Linked DNA regions of Pungitius pungitius: region 2 is linked to region 1. Evidence: chromatin contacts called from public Hi-C data. All regions are on one chromosome and are shown on one strand. Each heading gives the region's core, a stretch centred on a gene start, on an enhancer-like site or on the middle of the called end of the contact. The rest is flanking DNA. Distances are from core to core; before and after follow the strand shown. Region 1 holds the start of tmem14ca (transmembrane protein 14Ca). Region 2 holds the start of eef1e1 (eukaryotic translation elongation factor 1 epsilon 1).

Region 1 (3,150 bases), core at 393-2,892:
GTTTAATAGGCGTCGGCTGCACCGCAGGCCATTCGTACAGCCATTCCCATTTAGACAAATTACAATAACTTATTATTGTTGTAATCATTGTTGTTATTATATATAAAATTTTCTATATTGATTTGGTATCCGTGGTGTGTGTGTGAACGGGGGGGGGGGGGGGGGGCTCGTGTCTCGTTGAAAAAACGAATCCTCTTGAAACGTAAACTGCCTTAATTATGAATTCAGTGTCAATGAGAAAGAATCACTTCCAACTTTTCTACTTGATGTTCTCTCCTCTTTGCCTCGTTTCATTAAAGCACAAAAACCATGAGCTGTGATGGGTGCGGTTATTACAAAGCGGCCATGTTGTTATTGTTGATGCTGTTTTTGTAGTGGAAGCTGCACGTGTCAGCCTGCTGAGGACGGATCATGTCCCGGTACAGGAGTCCCGGTGTCAGGCGCTTTAGTGTCTATTGAGTGGGAAGGTTTTAGGGCCCATTGCATGGAAACGCTGCATCCCCACTGTGATGAATTGTATTATAGCGCCATCTTGCTTCCGTAGATGAATTTAAAATGATATTGCATTGTAATTGAAACCAAATGAGAATGTGCGCGCAGTGAGCATTCCTACATAGGTGATATACCAAAGCGATGTCGGTGGAACAAAAAGCAGGTGTCAAAAAAACATATGACAGGGCTCAGAATTTAACCAAATGTCCGGTTTATCAGTTAGCTTTGATTTAAATTTAGATTTAAATGTATGCTATTCATTGGGTTCATTGGTCAAACCAGCTTTCGTTCACCTGAAAGCACTTTTCTTTCTTAATGGACCCTAATTCCACTTCTAAGACCTGTTCGTTTTCACAGTAATTACCCATAAGGCTCAAATACTGAACATACATATTCTGATGCTATTGTGTGTGTTTTATCATTTTTCAGACATTTTGCTCTACATATAAAGCAAAACAACTCAGGTCTTGTCAAAGCTTGGAGATGCGGGATATGGCTGAAATATAACTTCATCTAATCCTGTAGTGCCATCTTGTGGCGGTAATAATAAAACAAGGTCCACCCTTGAATTGTAGACCTGTAGTTTATTTTCACTCTTATGTCATAAGATAGCTACCTGTTTTTTTCCATTAGTAGAGCATAAGCATAAACAAAAACATGATGGCATATCAGACAACAGAGGTGTTTATGAGATCCTTACAGCAAATTACTTGCAAACAATAGTCTGTCTGAACAATGCACATCAATGTGGAAACAGATGGGGAGGCTTTGCTCGATGACTCAAATCCCGTCTCATCAGGTGGCAGTGTCAACTCATATTTTAATAAAAAATCCGGATGATAATGTCAAACGTGTTAATAGTTACACACAAAGTATAAGAGAGACAAACATGACAGGACCTGCTGTATGGAGACACGTGAAAGTCATGGTTAAAACGTAACCAAAGGCTATATCCCATCAACTTCAGTGGTTTGGTGAATATCGTTGCAAAGTTTAAATAAAAATATATATCAATTTGCATTGCTTTAAAATTCTCCCTTTTCTGAACTCAACATTTAGTATTCTACCTCTCCAATTGGACTCTAATTGTTGTTGTTAATGTGAAAACCGGAGTCAAGTTCGATGTTTGGCAAGCATAAATGTCCACTAAAGACGATTCTGATTTGCCTCCGAAGCAAGTGGCCTACATGTCCCATCAGGCACCGCGGTGCGTGTTGTGTGCACCAATCATTCGTGCTCGACAGTGAACAGGCTGCCGTCGGTGGTGACAGAGGACAAACTGAAAGAGCAAGGTTGTATGTGGCTTTATTTGCGTTTCACGTTTTCTTTTGTGATAGTATCAGACGTTTTTTAAGCTCACATTGTTCCACATTAAAATAAATGGCGCAGGCAATATATTGTGTGAGCTTGCATGCGATCGATACACGTGCGCATGATAAAACTGTTAAGCAGCTAACGTAGCTGAACCTCACAAGTCCTCAAACGGATAGACAGCCTTGACTTAGACGTCAGGCTTCAATGTAACGATTTCTGGTTCAAAGCAGACCATCGCAGCTGTGTAACAGCGGGGAAAACCTCCTCCACTTAGACCGTGTTTCTGGTGTTCTGTTTTGCGGTAGTGGCCTTAACTTCGTTGCGTAGCAGGAAATCGTCTGAATTAAATAGTGACCGTGAACACTACTAACGTCACGTGTGTTCTCCCCCCTCACTGGCTTGTTAAGACTTTGCAAGTGTCCAACATGTCTACTGATTACGTAGGATATGGATATGCAGCCCTCATCGCTTCCGGGGGAGCCATTGGTTATTTTAAAGCACGTATGTAGAGCACTTTTTTATTTTTCAAATGACAACGATTCTCTGACTTTCTTGACATATCATTGAATCCCTCAAGTTCACAATTAAACTGATCTTTAATTTCTAGTAAGTATAGAATTGGGATTACCACATTCTTCCATAATAAGTGTCTTTTTTGTAGCTACGTTGATGGAATTATGCACGTAAAACCAAAATAGATGACTCTCATGAAACACCTGTGCGTTGCTTCTTTAAGGCAGCACCCCCTCCCTGGCGGCGGGTCTTCTCTTCGGTGGCCTTGCAGGTTTTGGTGCCTACCAGATCTCCAATGACCCCAAAAACATTTGGGTGTCCCTCGGTTGGTATACAGATTGTACTGCATAGTGTGAATGTGCTGTGTGGAGGTGAACTATGTGATGAGCGGATACATTAACAATGATCACTGTGGTCATAATGCGTTCTGTTTTTCTACCTTACACTGACATTATCCACCACACGGTGTCTTCCAGCCACATCTGGAGCTCTGACCGCCGTCATGGGAAAGAGGTTCTATGGATCAAGGAAGTTAATGCCAGCCGGCTTGATAGCGGGGGCAAGGTATCCATTTTCATGCCACTACTGACTATCCTTGTTACACACACTCAAACATATTCAAGTGAAGTGGGTTTCTGGTCAGGATGACCACGTGACTGTTACGTCTATGGAAGCAAATGTACTTGATAAATGTTTATGTGATTGGATCACTAAATTACTCTGACGTCTTCACCTCGCTGAGCTGAAGAAAAAACAAGATGAGAAATGTGACATTTTCTTTTTGTTTCTGGTTCCAGTCTTTTGATGGTGGGAAAGCTCGCTTTGACATTG
Region 2 (3,150 bases), core at 405-2,904, 380 kb before region 1:
CCGCTCAGGGTGACTTCCTTCTGTAAGTGGCACCATTAAAATATTTAAGAGGCCTGTCCAGATAACACGCTGCAGCGCAGCAGGGCTCCTCAGCCGTGCCACAACAGCGCATCACGCTGGGAGTCTGCGCGGACACACAAATAGGCAAACAAACACGCGTCACGCTGACACCACAGTGCCGAGAGGCGCCTCGCGTCCTGCAGGCCGGCGGCCCGCCGGTCCACTTCACGCTGACTGGCACATTAAGCCGTTTTTCTCTGCTGCGTGGGGCCATGTCACTGAAGGGCCATGCATCAGTCCGTATCCCTGTCGCTTTAACAAGTCATACGCACAGTGGCCCAGCTGGTGGAGGGAGGGAAGGGAGGGAATGTGGGAGAAACTGAGATGAGATGCTGGGGCGCCTCTCAAAGGTAAAGGGAATTATTTAGAATTATTATTTTTCTTCTTCTTCTTTTGCAGTCGTGATGAAACCAAAACACAATCAGAATTAAGACAGCCAAGATGGGAGGTGAAAGCTTCATCCAAGCAGGCTCGGAATCAATCAATGAATCACAAGTACAGATGCATACGAGTGTGCAGAAACGAAAAGGAAGACGGGAGACATTTCAAAGACTTCCACCGCCTCGTCCGCCATCTGTACCTTCAGGACGGTCTTGGCGTCCTCCCTCGTGCAGCCGTCCAGCTTGGTGACCCGGTACTCCAGCCACTGCTGCACCAGCGCCCTGCTTTCTGCAGAGTCTCCCAGCAGCTCGGGGCGCTTGGCCTCTTTCGCCAGGTGACAGGCGACCGTCACCAAGCCTACCAGGGGGGGGGCATTGGCCTTCTGCAGCACAGGCACCTGCAAAGAGACGTAGGAGGATGGTGAGACGGTGATAGAAAGGGGGATTCTCTTCTCTTATTTGATTTAAATGCAGAGACCAGCTGTGCCTGTGTTTGCTTGTGTCACTTTAAAGAACCTTCTTCAGTTCCAAACAGGTCGAAAATGTACCCTTGCTATTTTGTTTGTTTGTCCCCCCCAGAGCCAGTTCAACGATGGATGTGATTGTCCGCGTTCCCCTTGAGAAAAATGATTGAATGAAGTTGATTACTTAGATTAATAAGTAATACATAGGTTTTGACTCTGAGGCTGTCAATACGTTTCCATTCATTGTGCAGTGGAAGCCCACAATGCGAATGCACGCGCATCGGGAATGACGTCGCACTCTGCCTCGCTTTAATTCAACGGACGGGCATGCGCACAGCACGGGACTGCTTCCATTGTGCCGAGGAGTGGAAACGAGACAACTGGCAACGAATGTCGCTGCGTGGATGTGATGCATCGGCCCAGCGGTGAAAAAGATCACTAACTGAAGTGATAACAAAGGGTTGTTATGGTTATGACACGATGATGCCGGCTTATTCAACACACACGACTCGCTCGTTAGCATTATCTAGCTAGCTGCTGTGTCCTCGTTACAGTAGTGGTCGAGCTGCCTAAAAGAATGAAACAGCGTTTTAAAGCCCGAAGAGGATACCACAAAGAAGTATGGTCATGTCACCTTTTTCTCCCCCTGTGTACTGTATTTGTTCGGCTTTTTCAGTCCTAAATATTTCTCCAGCGATGATAGCTCCCGTAGAGCCATGTTCTGACTGTCGAAGGGGCAGTGCAGTGTGCGTATGATACGATTGGGTCAAACTCTCAAGTCCCGCCCACCATGGTTTGAGTGCTAGTTGTGTTAACCAATTAAACACAGCTTGCAAGTCTTTCCCCTACGTTGCGTCAAGCCATTACCAAAATACCATAAAGTCGAATAAAAAAAGTTAATGACAAATAAAACAAAAAAACAAATGAGACAATAAAAAGTAGGTAAACTATATATGAGGGTATTTGAATCATTTACCAACATTAAGAAAATAACTTATGATTTATAAATAATCTATTTTATTGTAAACATTGTATATAAAGGAACATTCTACTTAAGGTCATCTTTACTGATGTTATCTATTAGGCTGATGTGTTCTGTGAGTACGCTTGACAACATACTGAAATAAACTCCAAATACTGATTTCATTTAAATTAATAAACACCCCATCTCAGTATATCGTTATTGGATATGAGCATATCCCAGCATTTCATAAGGGGGCTAAACTGCAAGCCAAACCTACTGGTGTGGGATATAATCTGATCAAAGATGGGTGTTACGCAATGCTCCTCGTCCATAGCATACCCTTTTTTTTTTTTGCAGAACTATCCGTAAGGGTTTGTGGTTTAACAGAATCAGAATGACAGCGGAAGGTCTGGCGTTTCAGTCAGAAGTACAGGAGCAAAGTTTCCCTGTCCTGTCCATCTGTCTCTGCAGCGTGTCCTGGCGGTGACATTGTGTGTGTCCTGTCCGTTTACATTCGCACAGGGCTTCTCTGATTTTCTCATAATGAAATGTCACCTGTCAGTCAAAATTGGGCTTATTAAGTATATACTCTCCAAGTGTGTTCATGTGATAATATTCTAGTGTGTGCGTGTGTTTGATACTGTACAGCGTGGGCAGAGGTGTCACACCACAAGCTTTCTTTGCATCCCCATCAGTCCTCCTTTGTTACAGCTCACCTGAATGACAAGGCTCGAGGTGATGTCAGCCATTGCTGCAATACAAATCAAATTCATATTTCTTCACTGGATGTTATGCAGACAGCAATAAAATATAAAAAGCAGGCCAGGGAGGCAGAGCCTGGGGGGTCTAAACCGCAGAGTACACCTGCGGTTTTCAAACTGCGTCATGTTAAAATATTTCCTACGTAAAAAAGACGATGGGGTAGCCGACAGCAGAATTAATTTAGACATATTCATGGTACTTTTTTTGTTTCTCCATATTTTCCACTTTTGAGGGTAACAGTTTTTTCACCACGAGGAGGGAAAAGATGATTACAATGTCCATATTCCACATCAAGTATTAAAATAAAGTGTTTTGTATGCAAAGCATACACCACGGCACCGATCAGCTTGTAATTAAAAGACGGCGCCTGTGAATATAAAGAATCCTTCTATATAAGTGTCATGATTATGTGACCAGTATTTTATGTCTACAATATGTCAATTGCATTGCAATTGAGTTGCATTGCTTAGACTACACAACAGACCAATGACGCTCTGGATCGCATACTTTGGTACATTTG

What was found. Hi-C and Micro-C count contacts between places; a contact is called where the count stands out from the background.
Region 2: a contact with region 1 is called in a Hi-C map of muscle, with 8 times the contacts expected there. The contact joins the promoter of eef1e1 here to the promoter of tmem14ca in region 1. A contact is called at or near these places in 2 of 2 Hi-C or Micro-C datasets (both in muscle).

What each region holds. Positions count from the first base shown.
Region 1 is chr19:9,850,045-9,853,194 of fPunPun2.1, reverse strand. tmem14ca (transmembrane protein 14Ca) reads left to right here and starts at 1,642. Exons shown (of 5, transcript XM_037456397.2): 1 at 1,642-1,784; 2 at 2,214-2,307; 3 at 2,543-2,644; 4 at 2,796-2,883; 5 at 3,117-3,150. The coding sequence starts at 2,232.
Region 2 is chr19:10,229,129-10,232,278 of fPunPun2.1, reverse strand. It overlaps eef1e1 (eukaryotic translation elongation factor 1 epsilon 1), which reads right to left and starts at 1,654. Exons shown (of 4, transcript XM_037456399.2): 1 at 1,539-1,654; 2 at 641-838. The coding sequence starts at 1,622.